Linked DNA regions of Sus scrofa: region 2 is linked to region 1. Evidence: chromatin contacts called from public Hi-C data. All regions are on one chromosome and are shown on one strand. Each heading gives the region's core, a stretch centred on a gene start, on an enhancer-like site or on the middle of the called end of the contact. The rest is flanking DNA. Distances are from core to core; before and after follow the strand shown. Region 1 holds the start of DTWD2 (DTW domain-containing protein 2). Region 2 holds the start of DMXL1 (dmX-like protein 1).

Region 1 (4,126 bases), core at 416-2,915:
GAAAGAGACAAATACCATGTGTTATCACTTATACATGGAATCTAAAATGCAGCAGAAATGAACCTACCTATAGAACAGAAACAGACTTGCATAGGTAGAGAGCAGACTTGTGGCTGCCAAGGGGGAGGAAATGAGTGGGATGGACTGGGAGTTTGGAGTTAGTAGATACAAACTATAACATTTAGAATGGATAAGGAATGAGGTCCTACTGTACAGCACAGGGAACTAGATCTAGTCTCTTGGGATAGAACATGATGGAAGATAATATAAGAGAGGAATGTGTGTGTGTGTGTGTGTGTGTGTGTGTGTGTACATATATGCATGACTGGGTTACTTTGCTGCACAGCAGAAATTGGCACAACACTGTAAATCAACTATAGTCTCTTTTTTAAGTGAACATAAGATCCATTAGATTTCATCTCAAAGTTAATGGTGACTTTACGGAGAACTATTTCAGAGCACTGTACAATCTGAGGACAAATCACAGAGTGATTCCCAGATGAGGAAATAGAGACACTATCTAACAGTTAAAAGTGTGAAGAGAACAGATGATAGATGGAGGCCTTCATCAATCAAGGGAAATGATCCTGAACACCCAGGAGGTTAAGATAATAGCATATACCTATGTAGCAAGAGATTCAAACAGGCAGAGAAAGCAATCCTCACAATACTCAGAGTACACCGGCACAATGAGGTATCCTAAAAAGTACGTAATCAGGCAAGTAATGTTAATTGTTGGTGTTGCTTAATAAACTGTCTCATTAGACTGCAAGTGCCCTAGTGCGCACAGACAACGTCTGTTTTATCCATCGCATTTCTGGGAACCTAGCACAGTGCCTGACACACAGGAGGTGCTCAATAAATACTTCTTCAGGAATTCTGAATACAATCTCAATTAAGGTAACAGCCACCTTGACTGTGTCTCTCTAATCCACTTTATGGTTTTCTTTTGTTTTTTACTGTAAGATGACTAATTCACTCAAACGTAAACGTGTTTTTACAAATATTATCCAAGACGCTCCAGTTTCTTGACAGAGGAACTTATGCCTGCTCATCCCGTGACTTGTTGAGCGTCTTACAGGAAGTAAGTCTAAATAATCCTAAACCTGGGTAAATGGCTTCTTACTAAAGAACTGTGACGGGGATTTCACAGTGATTCCAAGGTCAACCAACGGAACCTACCACCCCAAGCACAGAGATGCCAGAGCCAGAGCCCCCCGGGGCTGGAGCCCCAGCGGCCGCCTTCCCGTCAGAGGGCGCTGCAGCTTCCACCACCCGCCCGCGCCTTGCCAAGTCTGCCGCCCGCCTCAGTCCCGCCCCCCGCCTGGCGGTCACCTGCAGCGGCTGCATTCGGGCCTCCGTTTGGCCGGCTCCACTGGCAGTTCCCACAGTCCGTCCACACTGGCGCCGTCTGCCTCTGCGTCCAAGACAGCCGCCGCTGGCGCTGTTCCCCCTCCCCGCCGCTCCTCTTCGTCGGGTGTCTGAGACTTCGGGACCCCAGGCGACCGCTCGAGGGGGTCCCTGGATGTTCGCGCTTCTTCCTGCGGATCCATGGCGGGCGGGCGCTCGTGTCTGGCAGTCACATTGAGGTCCCCCTGCCGCCGGAGGGCGCCACACCCTAGAGAAACCGGCCCGCGCCGCGCGGCCCCACGCACTCTCGCCACGTACGCGGAGCCCAGGCAGGAGGTCCCGCCCCGCAGCGGAGAAGAAGCGAGCCCATTGGTGTGTGTCAGTGGGATGGTTCACCTAGAACCCGGAAGGGAAGTGTGGTTTGTCCCGGGGAGCCGGAGAGATTAGGAAGGCTTCTCTGGGGCAGGTAAAAGGTTCTCCTCTGAAAACACCCAGGCAGCAAACCTGATGGTACTTTCCTTAATTTCACACCTTTAAAAATGAAAATAAAATTGAATTCAGCATTTTCCACCCTAGGATGGCAGTTCAGTAATTAGGTGGGTGAGTGCACCCAGCATTTCCAACAGGGGATGAGCCATTGTTGCAGGCCAACAAAGGAGGAGAGGTTGTACTGACTGGATTTTGATTCACTACTGGTCCTTTTAATGAGAATTTCTTGCTCTAGAAAGGCAAGGACCTATGTCCTGTATCTTCTTGGTATTTCTACTCATAATCAGTCATGCTGTTTTTACACGACGCTAAACATTTCTTTAAGTGTGGTTTTTCAGTTGTCCGAGGCTCCTAAGATCAAGAGGCAATAAGAGAGCTGAGATTTCATGGATGAGAAAAAAGAAAGAAACAGATAACTACCTTGCCTAAGTTTTTACAGCTCTGGAAAACAGCAATAGAGCCAGCAGTTTTTTAAAAGCCAAAATGAAATCCATTTTAGAATAAAAGTGGAAATGCTGCTTGCCCTGAAATAGGTGCTGATTCTTTTCACTTAACACTTTGTTACTTCTACCGACGTTCAGCATTTTAAACAAAATATTAAAAGTTTTCACCAGTCATCAGAGTTAAGTTTTGCAATCATAGTTATCTTGATTCTAGAACTATGAATAATTAAAACAAAACCTATTTATCACTAACAGTAATAGAGCATTATTGCATTTCTTAAAATGTTTATCTCACTATCAGTTTTTTAGTCATTTTAAATTCAAGCCTGCATGAATGTAGGGCTATTGTTTTCAACTATCCTTCATTCTTTTCCCCTGGAAATGGCACCTGTAATCTACTTGGGGTATGCTAAGGGAGGGTAGAAAAAGACTGAAAATCCTGCCTTATCATTGATGTTGGATGGAAGAAAAAAAAACTGGAACTTAATCCCAGTTGTAATTGGGAGATGATGAAATGCCAGAGACTGCAGAAAAGGAACTGAATCAGAAAATAAAGAAATATGGTTGCAGATTTAGGTTGGAGAACCAACACTTTAACTACAAAAATTAAATTTTCATGTGACACACTTTAAACTCTTGTCTCTAACCTCAAGAAATGAAATAATATCAAGTCATTTAAGATCCTTCTAGATCCCAAGTATGAGTTATGTGAGGGCAGATGAGTCCTAACAAGCCAGTTTACAGTTGGCTTTCTCTTTTAACACCCCACATTAGACCATTGGCTCCACCCATCAAAGTATTCAAAATCCAACTGTTTATCTTCTCTTGCTACTTCTGCCTGATTTAAGCCCCCGTCATCTCTTGCCTAGAACATTGCCATAGGCACATAAGTGGTCCCCTGCTCCATTCTTACTTCTCTATAGTCCATTCTTCCCAAGGTTGACCAGAATCAACAAAACACTCATGCTGGAGTTCTCGTCATGGCTCAGCAGATACAAATCTGACTAGCATCCATGAGGACACAGGTTGGATTCCTGACTTTGCTCTGTGGCTTAAGGATCCGGCATTGCTGTGAGCTGTGGTGTAGGTCACAGACATGGCTCTGATCTGGCGTTGCTAGGGCTGCGGTGTAAGCCAGTGGCTATAGCTCCCATTCGACCCCTTGCTTGGAAACGTCCAGGGTGAGGCCTTAAAAAGACAGAGAGAAAGAGGAAAAAAAGAAAAAGAAAGACAGGCTCCCATGCTGGAAGGATTCAGCCAGAGTTGGGAGAAAAGAGTCATTTTCCTCAAAGCAAGGTATTCACCCAGTATCCAGGTTTATGAACCTTGACCTTGAGAAGCCTGAGGAAATGTCTCACCTAGTCAGCTGGTACTTCTTGTGAGGTTACCAGCTTGGGATAGACCCTGGTATCAAAATAAGGACCACTACCGCACCTCTGAGAAATACCAAGACACTAAGAAGGCAAGCAAAAGTTCCTTCAAGGCATATAACCAACTTACCAGTGTATTAATACTGCAGAATAATCTACTGAAATGTTAATTTATACTCAATTTATCTCTCAGCTCCTAGTAACCAGACCATTGTGCTTCTTTGCCTAAGGGAGTTTGAGAGGTAAAAACAGATTAGAGAGTTCTGATGTGTGTGCACAGATGGGTTAAGGGTGAGAGTGTGCTTGGAGTAAAAGCAGAAACAGAAGGAATATTTTCCCTAATTAGGAAGGGAACAAAGCGTAATGGAAACCCCACCTGACTCCACAGGCGCCCAGGATTGATACAACATCCAGACTGGAGGAATGAGGGGATGTCTTCCTATATGCCTACAGAAGATGAACTCTAGACCCCAG
Region 2 (3,937 bases), core at 632-3,131, 66 kb after region 1:
GTCCAAGTTTTAGATCCAGACTAGGATGGCCTCAGAACGTTTGTGGCAGTCTCAAACATCACTGGACAATTTGATTTGGACTGAGGTTTGACACTGTTTGGAAAACTTTAGAAAGAGTAAGTATATGTCAAAAGGTTAGGTTTTCTTAATAATGATGATGATGATATAGTAGCCAACTTCTATTGAATTCTATGTGCTAAACACTGTGCCCATTTAATTTTTATGATAAGTATATGAAGAAAGTCTATTACTACCCCTACTCTATAAATAGGGAAATGAAAGCACAGAGAAATTAGGTAACTTGTCTAAAGGAGTGGGTAGGCCAGGATTCAAACAGTTTATCTCAAGGATGAAAGAATTTAATAAAGACAAACAGATGTTATTAGGAATGAAAATGCCAAGCAAAATATTGTAGATAATCAGGTGAAACCTGTTAATTTTACAGATGAGATGGAGAAAACTGTCTTAAAATTAAGGAGACTTTTCCCATGGTCATACAGCAAATGTGCACTCAGGAGTAAATCTCAGATTTCCTAACTGCTAGATTCCTTAGTTTCTTTTATTCTGTCATACCACTTGCACTTCAAAACCAAAAGATGGGCAGAACAGAATGAGTAAACATGTTAAACTTTGGGCTAGACACAAAATTTATATTGAACATAGAAAAATCATGGTTTAAGATTTTAAAAATGAAACTGACTTAAAGCAACATTAAATAAATCTGAATTAATAATTAAAACACAAACCCTAAACTGTAACTATGTGAGACCTCAATAAAACAGTTTTTTCTTTTTTAAAGACAAGTTTTCAATCCTTCACTTTTATGGGGATACTGGGATATAATAAGGGCGTTCATTTACAACTCTCAAATTTAAAATAGGGAGATGGCTCTCAAACTTATTTTTAGTTAATTTTTAAGTTGCAAAAAAAAAAAATTATGTTCCTCGGAAAAAACTTAGGGAAAGTAAAAACAAAATTACTAGTACTCCTCCCATCCAAGTATTAGTGTGAAGTTTTTTGGGTTTTGTTCCCATTTTTTTTTTTTCACCAAAAGAAAAGTGTATGAAATCAAAATCAATTTGGCATTAAAAAAAAGCAACTACTCTTTTTAGGTGGGGAGCTGCTATTTATGTCTACTCATTTAACGTTTTCTGAACTCCTACCTTGGAAATGGCACTGCACTAGACACGTGGGATACAGGTCAGTTTGTCCCTGAGAGGCTCATGGTACATGGGAGAAGACGTAAACAAATGTTTATCAATAATAATACAAAACTGTCAAAATGCAATTAGAGTTGAGTCTCAAAGTTTGTGAGAGGCCGTGACACTAATCATATTGGAATTCTTAGGTTTTTTTCCCAAAACACCATCTCAACGTGGGCCGGTGTAGTATTATTACCAGCACTACTTCAAAACGAATGTTAAATTAAATTTAGTACTTAGCAAGGGTCGAAACCTCCCCCAGTTTTTCTTTCTAGCGAACTGGAAACGCGCTCGACCAGAGTTAACTCTGCGCTGAGACGCCTCTAGTTTCACCTTCACTTGGCCAAACTCGCGGGCCGCTTAAGGCAGCGGTGCTTGTTGGGACTTGTAGTCTCTACCAGGACCAAGACACTGCAACTGCATTTGTAATACACTTCTCCCTTTTAACTTTCTGGCCCAAAAGTCAGATCAAGCCCTAAACGAAAGCATAATCTGACAACACTCAGTTTATTCAAGGCTCTCTATGCTTTTGCTAGGCTTCTTACATTGAATATTCAAACGCACGACGTCGCTCACAAGCCTCAAAGAGATTGGTCTATCCTCAGTGGTGGGCGGAGCCTTGGGTGAACGGGAGCTCAGGATTGGCCAATATTTCACTCAAAGAGGTGTTTTCCACTTGCGGACCCGTATACTGTGGCAGGAATAAATTCTTTACTGCAGTATTCCTCATAGCCGCGAGAAATCTCGCGATATTTCGGCCGAAAGGCCTTAGGGACGCGTAGAGAGCAGCGAAGGCCAGTGGGGGTGGTAGGCACCGGAGCCGGGAAGGGCTAGGTCTGGTGGTGAGGGAGAGCGCGTGCTGCTTGCGCCACTGGGGCTCGGTCCCAGCCGGCCAGCCACAGTCCAGACTGAGTGTCGCGGACGGCGTGGCCTTCCTGGCCGGTGGGTCGGCTCGGGGTCGCGGCGGCTGGGTCAACACTGAGCATCACCTGGGCCCTCGCGGGCTGTGACAGGTGCGCGGACGCGCGGTGCTCCTCCCGCTTGCCGGCCCGCCCCCTCCCAGACTCGCCCGCGGGGGCTCGGGATGAGCTGCGGGCAGTGGCTGAGTGGCTCCGGCTCCTGGCGCCTGTCGCTGCCGCCGTCGCCTCCCAAGCCCGGCCGCCGCCCGTGAAGGAAAGAGGGAGGGAGGAAAGCGGCAGCTGGCCCTGGGCATGAGCGGGAGGCAACGTCCGTTGCTGGACTAAGACGCCGACATGAACCTACACCAGGTGCTGACCGGGGCTGTGAACCCTGGCGACCACTGCTTCTCCGTGGGCAGCGTCGGCGACCAGCGATTCACGGTGAGTGAGGGAGGCTCTCGCGTCGCCCGCGGCGAGTCCGCGCCCCTGAGTCAGCCGGCCTCGGCCCAGAATGCCAGGCAGAGGCCGAGAAAGCCTCGTCTCCCTCACGAGGGTCCCCACATCCCCAACGAAGGTTCCCGCCCTTTACGGCGGCGAACCTGGCATTTGAGGACCAAGGAGGCAGAAACCCTTGTACCGACTGAACTCGGAAGTTAGAGTGTTTTGTAGTTTTTTTTAAAGTTTTTCATCTGACGTCTTCGGGCTGGTTTACCAAAGTCGTTTATCCAGGAATCATTGCTGTGTAATGTTGTCAAGTTTAGGAATAGTTGGGATTGGTTTCAGTTCTTACTCTAAAGGTCAAGTATCTTTGTAGTTGAAAAAGAGTGTGTGCCTTAAAAACACAGTTACTAATTGTTTGCTATCAACTAGCGCTGGGTAAAATATAGTGAAAAACAGTGCTTTTCATTTGCTTTCCTTTAAATTCACTGAAGGATAACTGGAAAGAAAAAAATATTTTTTGTAAATAGTTCACTCCTGCCATCTTTTGAATATCGTACAGTTGAGTAGTCCTGGGAAACTTTTATTTTAGATTGTTCGTATTAATTACTAAAAGTTGAATTACTGTTTTTTCAGTAAAACTCCTCTTTGCTATGTAGTGGTAATTTCAGGTTAAGGTTTCCTGAAAGTGCCCTGTTTTTCATTGGTCTTTCCCAAATACTGAAAGGACTAGGGCCACAGACTTCTGGCTATTTACCAGTATAGTGATATTCTCTGCCTTATAACTATAGTTTTTATAATAGTTTAAAGCTGCAAGTCAGTATTGCACATGATAGCCTTTATCTGAATATATTTATAACCCTCATGATTGTTGCTGCAACTTGTACAGCTGTCTCTTAATTGTGATTAAAAGTAAAACTTAATTTTGCACAAATAAGTGAAACAAAATAAACAGCTTAATAGATGCCCCAGGTTTTCTTATCTACTTTTGACTTTTTCGGTGATCTTTTCCAGTCAGAATAAATAATAGAAAAAAATAGTAGTCATTTAACGTGGTATGGGCATTTAATGCCTTAATTGTGTTTTTAGATCTGTGCCAAGTACTTTGCTTTCAAATAGAGTCTGTACCTCCCCTGAAGAGTGACTCATACACGCCTTAGCTGCACTTGACACTAGCAGTTTTAGAGATTTTCATTGTAAATGTTTGCCTAGTCTCAATACACTCAGAAGAATGAAGTCTTAAGGTCTCAATGATCAGCTGTAGCCTTCATGAAGTTGAACTGCTCACTGCTCTCCCTATTTTGAAGGGGGAAATAAAAAGCATCCTAAGGAGATTTTTCTAGTAGGAGATTATGGAATGGTAATATTACATTCTCTGCCATCTCTTCAAGTTATGTG

The links. A called contact is a pair of places that touch in the nucleus more often than the background predicts.
Region 2: a Hi-C map of alveolar macrophages shows a contact between it and region 1, with 1.8 times the contacts expected there. The contact joins the promoter of DMXL1 here to the promoter of DTWD2 in region 1. A contact is called at or near these places in 2 of 5 promoter capture datasets (fetal liver and liver), 10 of 47 Hi-C or Micro-C datasets (alveolar macrophages, blood, embryonic fibroblasts and 5 more) and 1 of 2 datasets of contacts at active chromatin or transcription factors (alveolar macrophages).

The regions. Positions count from the first base shown.
Region 1 is chr2:122,935,336-122,939,461 of Sscrofa11.1, forward strand. It overlaps DTWD2 (DTW domain-containing protein 2), which reads right to left and starts at 1,666. Exons shown (of 7, transcript XM_021084663.1): 1 at 1,336-1,666. The coding sequence starts at 1,553.
Region 2 is chr2:123,001,196-123,005,132 of Sscrofa11.1, forward strand. It overlaps DMXL1 (dmX-like protein 1), which reads left to right and starts at 1,882. Exons shown (of 46, transcript XM_021084665.1): 1 at 1,882-2,542. The coding sequence starts at 2,456.